2 separate regions of the Astyanax mexicanus genome follow, and region 1 is linked to region 2. A link is a contact called in public Hi-C data. All regions are on one chromosome and are shown on one strand. The core of a region is the stretch at or near the end of the contact, and the rest is flanking DNA. Distances in the headings are between cores, read along the strand shown.

Region 1 (4,138 bases), core at 1,143-3,642, 45 kb before region 2:
ACTCATGTAATAGGTTGGAAACCCACCAGACCACAATTCTATTGCTCTTGCTCCATTTCCTTCAATGTTTTTATTTATATTAGATCACTTATCAGCTTTTCTAATTTATATGATTTTTAAAGAAACTTAGCCTGACAAAATACGTTCAGTATTAGTCTAATGTGAAATTGGCAACACCATCTTTATTTATGATTCATGATTCTCACCATTAATGATATAAATATCGGATCATTTGTGGAAGCCTGCTCATACTATAAAGTTGTTCTTAACACAGAACATTAATTTGATATTTTTGGTCTCTCCTTTGTTGGCATAACAGCTGTATTCTTTTGGGTAAGCATTACACTACATTTAGGAACATAGCTGTGAGCATTTGTTTGCATTTAGCCTCAACATAATTGCAAATCCATGCACTGATGCTGAATGATCAGTTCTGGATCATGAACACGACTCCATCTGACTTCAAAAGTAATGGATGGAGGTCCATTACTTCAGAGATCACAGTTCTACTGTTCCACAGTCCAATGTTGGAGGTATTTATACCTCTCTATAGCTGCCACTTGGCAATATATGGTGACCTTGGGCTCTTGTGTGGCTGGTCCAGAGCATCCTGTTATATTGGCAGTGCTTTTCTAAGGAGATTATACAAGCTGCATGCATGCAGTTGAACAACCGCATCAACAACAGGAGCACTTTAATCTAATTGAAAGGAGTGTTATATTTGGAACAAGCTGTAATTTGGTTGTACTCAGAAGGGTGTAAATGAATTAAAATTGCAGAAAAGTATGTGAGAACTAAGTAAATGGACCTAGGCTCTGAAGTGACCATAACTTAGTCCCATCAGTTTTGATGTGAACAACATTTAAAAATTTGTCTGACAAAAGAATTGTGTAGAATTTAGTTTGAGTTATTTAGTTCCAATAAAAGTAATGCGATTTTAAAGGATTTGTAAATTTCCAATTCTGTTCAGAAAAAAATGTTTTAGACTACATATCTGAAAACATCAACACAGCACTGTAAAGAAAAGGTTTTCTATCGGTCAATTAATCTCCCTGTCTTCACAAATTCACACTTCACAAGTTCAATTTAACACTTTCAAAGCATTTATATGGAAACCCTTTACAAAATGTTGACATGACTAACACCAACAAAGTGTTATTTGGTATTTTACAGCATTTACCAGTCGTTAAACTGGTAAAGACTCCATCCACACAAATTATAAATTTATCCTTAACAAATTTTATTTATATATTTAGAACAGAGGAGAACATGAAAGACTACCAAACGAGCATTGATTTTCTCATAACGTGCAGCTCTCCAGTGAAAACTTATCCTTATCCACCTTCTAACACAATACCAATGGAACTGCCACAACTATTTCCAATTTATCTTAACAACTATAAAAACACATGAACAAACACATATAACCACCACAAACACATACTTTACTCAAACAATCCCAAACAAAACAGAAGGATGGCTGCAGAGCATACTGGGTATGAAACAAATCAAGAGGCGGGGCCTTTTAGACAGAATAGGCTACACTGTGGGGTGTTGAATTATAGCACCAACTATGTGGACTTTTTAACAGTGTTGTTAGGAAAACTCCCAGAGAGTCAAAATAAATAAATACATAAAACTTTGATGTTAACATCATGGTACAACACATATCACCATGTCTGTGTCACTGCAGTGCTGAGGATGACTGACCCACCACACCAAATAATAGCTGCTCTATCATGGTCCTGTGGGGTCCTAAACTTTAAAGAACAGGGCGAAAGGAGAATAAAAAATATGCAGAAAATAAGTATATAGATAGAATATAGAAACAAGCGATTAATGGGAGGAAACCCACAAACATTACAGAGTTTGTAAATAGCAATAAAATTCCTTAACACCGAAAGGTTCACATACATTTACCAATCAAAAATCACAAAAATATATAAATATAAAATAAATTAAATTTTGTTCCATTTGTGATTGTGATTTTGTGTGATTTCAAATGTATCCAAAGATATAGAATCTAAAATGTATTTAATTTTATTTATTTGTTTATTTGATCTTTTTGATAAACATTTACAATGTGAAAAAGGGTGTGGGGGAACCTTCTGTGCTTGTTTACATGACCCCCCACCCCCATCCCGCCGCATACACACACACGCACACACACTTTCTCTCTCAAAACAATCTCATTAATAAAGCAACAATGAAGTGTGTGTGCCTTTCTGCTTTATGATTTTGTTTTCCACTCCTTTTCCGAATCGTCCCACCTTCCTACGCTACAATTGGCTAGCAGCTTTTCTCTACTGTACTGTGATTGGTTACCACGGTGTATTCACGAGCCAATTACAACACAGGAAGGCGGGACTTTCCCGAATACGGGTGGGAAAGTAAAGATCGCGGCTGCTGCTGTGGCTCTCATCTTCTTCAGGGAGGTGCTGCTGCTACTGCTGCTGCTGCTGGTGGTTTTACGAGAGCGTGTGTGTATAGAGAGAGACTGGAGACCCAAATGCAGCAGCAGGATTGAATGAGCCGCCTGTACACATTTCGCCAGAGCCGAGATGTTGACCGTCCCGGCAGTTTGACGACGAAAAATCACGTTGGTATCGGGATCTGGCGTTAACGAAGACCGGGATTTTAATGCGGAGAGAAAACCGTTACCGTTACCGTGCGCGAGACGGTCTGGGCTAGCTCGCTAGCAAAGCAACGGCAGAAATAACGAGTGACTTTAAACAAAAAATAATAATAAAAACCCAGTTTTTCCATGGACAACACGTCCATAATCACCCAGGTAGCGAATCCAAAGGAGGAGGAAATCATTTCTTCGAGTCGACAAGAAAAAGGTGATCCGTTTTTACCGGTTTGTTCTGGATAAAATGATGATTTTGTTGTACTGTGTTGACAGCTAGGCTAGCTGTGTTTAACCTGTGAGGGAAAGGCGGGGAGGCGGGGCGCGTTTAAAAGCCTGTGATTAACGTTAGATAGATATCTGACATATTTTTATATAACCTAACTATCTACAACAATAACTGAGCTAGTTACCAACACGAAACTGTGAGAATTTTACATAGATTTATTCAGTAACTGGTGAATATAAGACCAATATTTCTCCAAACTTCAACACAGCGTCGTTATTCCTAGCGAAAGCACTTTATCTCGCTACAAAACATAACTTACATGATGATTGCTAACCTAGAATAGCTTAGTTAGATTTGACTAAGCTAGCTAGGGTTAGCTAACCGAGTTAGGTTAACTAACTAGGCTACAGTTTTGTCCAGCTAAAAGCGAAGAATAAATAAACATTGCACAGACGGTCAGTGTAACGTTTAGCAGTCTAATTTCCGACTGTATCAAGCTACATTTTTAATTAAGAAGAAACGGGTTTTCATCCATTTGTTTTATTTTCAAGTTTTTCATTTCAGCCTTTCGCAAATAGAATTTTTTCATCTCTGCTTCTCTAAAAATCTTCTTTATTTTCTGATTTTCAAGAAAATTAAGAGAAGATTCACTTTTTCAATTTTCTTGAAAATCAGAAAATAAAGAAGATTTTTAGAGAAGCAGAGATGAAAAAACTGGAAGGTCAGTGTAATGTTTAGCAGTTTAATTTTCTGACTGTATCAAGCTAAATTCGAAAATAGAGAATTGTGTATAAAACGTAATTATTTATTTTCCTGTCAGTAGAGTGAAGAAGAAATGTTTTTTTTTAATACAATTTGTTTATTATCTAATTTTTCATTTTAAACCTGATGGTATAACTTGTAATATGCAAAAACGGAAAAATCTCAAAATAAAGAACATTTTTTTCTGAAATTCTGATTGTGAGGGGCAGAGATGAAAAAACTAAAATTGGAAAAATCAATGAAAACTATGTTTTTACATTCACTTTTTTATTTTTGCATTTAGCCTCAAACACTGACCACAGACCTGCAGCTAGCTAAACCTAACCTAGCTGAATGACCTCCTGTTATCAGCTGTTGTGTTTGTTTATTATTCTGGCTGTGCAGAGCAGGGAATTTAAGTGTTTGAGTGAGATTACTGAAATGAAATTTTTTAATGAGTTTTTAACTAGGTTAGTGAGCTGTGGATTAAAGACGCTGGGACGTGTGGCACTGATTTGGAAATCACAGCAGTCCCTTCC
Region 2 (4,291 bases), core at 319-2,818:
GAATGCGATGTTTACGACAAAGCTAAGAGTTCTTCGCTGAGCTGGAGTAAAGCGTGTTTTACAATCCGCTCATAATCCATTGAGTACTCCAAGGCTCAATAGCACAAGACAATGGTGGTGTTTAGAGCCCGCCATGGGATTAAAACTCCCGGCTGAATGAAATCCTCTGCTGAGATTAAACGGCCAATGTGGTGCCTAGAAAGACTCCTCTGGGGAGCCACCTGCTCACCCCAATGACCCACTTCTCTAAAGACCTGCATCTTCGTCTGCTCCATTTTTGGATGGATTGTAGTTTCTGCTCATTTGTTCAGATCTGCGAGGTGTTTAGGCCAAATGAATAGACCAATAGACATGCTGTAAAATGACTTGGAATAAAATCTTTTTCCATTGACTTATACTACTGATATTATTTATATCAATAATTGTGTTTTTAAGTTTTTAATTTTTACTGTTTTGTTGCCATTTTTAGAGTTCATGCAAGACATACATGATACACCCCAAATGATCTGAATGTTTAAATAGTTCTGCTATGATTGTCTATTTTTTCCTATATAGTACTAATAAGGGATACTATGTGTCTAAACTGCTGTGGGCACACCTTGTAATGAATGCATTTATCTACTTTAATTTAGTTACTCATTGCTGGCACAGATGTGCAAATGCACACACAGCTACACAGGTCCCTATTCAAAAATACTGTTAAAATACTACCAATAGAATAGGTCTCTCTGAAGCAGACAAACATAAACATACCAACACCATGCCTAATGCCAGACGTGGGGTAAAGTGGTATAAGGCCTCCAGCATTAAGCTATGGTGAGCAGTGAAACTATGATTTGTGGAATTATATTCATCCATCTAATACATGTCTAATATAGAACTATTTTTAATACAGCAACATTTTACAGCTCTGGACAAAATTAAGAGGCCACTTCAGTTTCCGAATCAGTTTCTCTGATTTTGCTATATATGGGTATATGTTTGAGTAAAATGAACTGAAACTACGGACAACATTTCTCTCAATTGGCAAATAAAAAAATTGTCATTTAGAGCATTTATTTGCAGACAATAAGACATGGCTGAAAAAACAAAAAAGACACATAACTTTATGCCACTTCTGATGCAAATATTTAAGCAGTTCAGCTTGGTTTGATGGCTTGTGATCATCCATCTTCCTCTTGATTAAATTCCAGAGGTATTCAATTTGGTAAAATCAAAGAAACTCATCATTTTTAAGTGGTCTCTTATTTTTTTTCCAGAGCTGTAATAGTAATGAACTGGGGAATAAAAAATAAAATACTATTACAATACATAAGTTACAATTACAAATACATTTTGAAGGCAACTTTACTAAGAGAGAGCTGGGAGACTGGAAGAACATGAAAGAATGTAAAGTGTTTTTTCTCGAACAGCAGAGATTTCTTTAAAATGTCTGTCTGGCAGCTCTTCTTGTTGCTCGGAAAAGAGAAGGGAGGCGGTGGCTGAAAGAAAGAGGCCCAGAGAAAGGGAAGGAGCAAGGGATGCATGCCTTTGTGCGCACGCACATACTCTTTTTCTCTTTCCCTCATTCCCCCTGCGCACACACACGCACACACACCACATGCACAAATACACCCATTCTGCCACCCACACACACACACAGACTCTACATAAAAAGGCTGCCGAAGATTGTACACAAGGGTGTGTCCATAAAAAGTACTGTACTGGAAACTGTCTGTGCGTCGTAAGGGCAAAGTTCTGGAGAGAGAGCAGTTTTTCCCTCATTTACTGAAGTATGGAAAACATATCCTTTTTTTACTAATTAATTGGCTGCTGAGTGCCACATATTATAATGATTTTGTGTCCGTTCAATTAAAGGTCAGTTTGAACTTCAGAGAGTGAGAAGAGAGTGAAATCAATCCAGAGAAGAGGAGAAAACAGCGATTAAATGAACTAGGCTTATTAATGCATTCAAAGAAATGCCACTGTCATTTCTGCTCAGATCTAATCCAGATAAACTGAACTTCTCTAATCTGTTTGTCTCAGTTTCTGCCTGAAGAGTTAGACACTCAGTCACCTCTTACGGTTAGTTATTGCTCCTCTGTTTGGCCTCGTGATGGAACCTTTTCTAGTGATGAATAAGGACATTTAAAGGGGCCTTATCTTGGCTAACTAAAGGCTGAAATCTCTCTTTTGAAGTGTTTGACATAGTATGTAAACATTGTTAAAGTTTCCATATGCACCCGTCACTCCCTATTCCTTACAAATCTATATGTGGACTGCAAAACCAATCCAAACAATTGTAAAACCATTTGCTTATTCATGTGCCCATCTTTTTAAACCACAGCAGTTCAGCCCTGCCCATGTGTGCCATGGTGAAATGATGAATAGGTGTTTTTCAGCCCGGAGTGCTGTTTCAATATGTTGCAATAGACTTCTGAACTCATTTTAGAGCGCTTGGTCAACAAATTTGTAATAGAAGAAGTTTACACAAAATAGACAAAAGTCTTGGGATACCTGATCATTTAGGTTTGTTGTGAAATCAAGGCCATGAAATTTAAAACAGGCCTAAGGTCATTTGATTGTGCACAGACTATTAACAAAGTCTATAATGCTGAGGGCATATTTTTGAAAGATGACCAAATCTGCAGACTTTATAGACGACTTCTTTTGTGAATTGGTTACATATCATCACTTTAAATTTGGACTGTTTTAATTTAGGTAATTAGTTTTTAAAATGGGATAATAGAGATTCCACAGTTTTACATATAAAAGCTAACTCTTAATAAATAGACATTTGATTTAATATATAAGCTGTAAGGTTATGTAAGGTTAAAGGAGAGTGCTTACTATTCATAAAAAATATAAAAGGAAACAGTAGCTTGGGCATCTCTTTAAGTGGTGCCGTCTGTTTACAAGTAAAACATCTGAACTTGTTATGTAAGAACTAAAAAATTCTAGATCGTAATCAAGAATAGCTCATATTCTTTGAAAAATATTGAGATAAATAATTTACCTGCTTTTGTTGAAGTAATTGCCACTACTGTTCATTGTGGAGCAATGATGTGAGAATTGAATTGCATTCAGCAACAAGAACATTTATGAGGTCTGGATGTTGGATGATTACCACCCAACCTGATCATCCCCAACACGTGCAACGGCAAAATGCTAAATGTACTGGATGGAGCACCATCATTCTAGAAAACACAGCTCCACTGCTCCACAGCTCAATGCTGTGAGGGGCTTTATACCCCTTAATGCATGGGGCATGATGCCGATAGGTCCATGTTTATTTATCTGCTTAAGAGAGTCATATTCTATTCTACTCTGTAGGGACTAAATTATCTGTGTGTGTGTGCGTGTGTGTGTGTGGATGAAAATGATTCTTCTTAAAAAAAAAAAAAAACTCATCAGACTTAGTTCAGTGTGTTGAGGTAATCCTCCTCCCTTTAAAAGTGACCACCTCTCTCCACTTTGCTGAAAAATGACAAATTATTGGAACAGTAAAATAGAATTTCCCATGTTAGCAGGAGCTTTGAAGTCCTGCAAGGCAAAACATCACACTGGCTTTGGCTTCATGTAGTCATTGCACAGATCTCATGCTCCCCCTGCTGGACGTCCTTCTGACTTTTGTCTGGGGTTATTCGATCATATTTACTGGTGACTTAGTTCTGATATATTGCAGCTTCAGAACGGACCTTACAAACCTACCTTTTAGGCTATTCACAATTTTCAAATATCATAAACAAAGTATTTGGACACATTCTAAACGCAAATAAGGGTTTTAAAAAAAGATACTTTATACTGTTTTGTTATCATACCTCTACGGTATCTCTACAGTCCAGGGAAGGTTTTCTACTAGACTTAAGAGCATTTGTGTGAGGATTTATTTACACTGAGCTACAAGATCCTTAATGAGGTCAGGATGTTGGATGATCACCACCCCACTACCAAATTTCCGACGCACAAACTCACCCCAGAAGTATTTGATGGAGCTCCATCATTCCAGAGAATGCAGTTCCTTCTCCCATGCCTGGCATTAGGAATAGTTCCATTAGATTAGATTCATGTTTATTTCCAGAGAGTGCTATTCTATTGCTATTGCTAATACTTCTCTATGGAGACTAGCTGTGTCAGCAATGAGTGCAATTTAAAGTAGATGAAATCATTAATTATAAGGGGTGTCCATTAGGGGTGTGCCATTTTGTGTCTTAGACAATTTACTGCATCGTGACTCAGCAATATTGTAATTAAAACATTTATAGCATGATAATAGCAGTATTCTTGTATAGTGCTGAAAGCGGTCTATTAT

The links. A called contact is a pair of places that touch in the nucleus more often than the background predicts.
Region 1: a Hi-C map of muscle shows a contact between it and region 2, with 13 times the contacts expected there. The contact joins the promoter of ctdspla here to the enhancer-like site in region 2. A contact is called at or near these places in 2 of 3 Hi-C or Micro-C datasets (both in muscle).

What each region holds. Positions count from the first base shown.
Region 1 is chr1:95,352,618-95,356,755 of AstMex3_surface, reverse strand. ctdspla (CTD (carboxy-terminal domain, RNA polymerase II, polypeptide A) small phosphatase-like a) reads left to right here and starts at 2,392. Exons shown (of 8, transcript XM_007249060.4): 1 at 2,392-2,843. The coding sequence starts at 2,765.
Region 2 is chr1:95,306,513-95,310,803 of AstMex3_surface, reverse strand. All of the region lies in intron 4 of ctdspla (CTD (carboxy-terminal domain, RNA polymerase II, polypeptide A) small phosphatase-like a), which reads left to right. Among protein-coding and RNA genes, the nearest start is that of vill, 13 kb to the right of the region's middle. Within about 2 kb of position 1,568, the one cell type or tissue checked has an H3K27ac peak away from gene starts, as active enhancers do.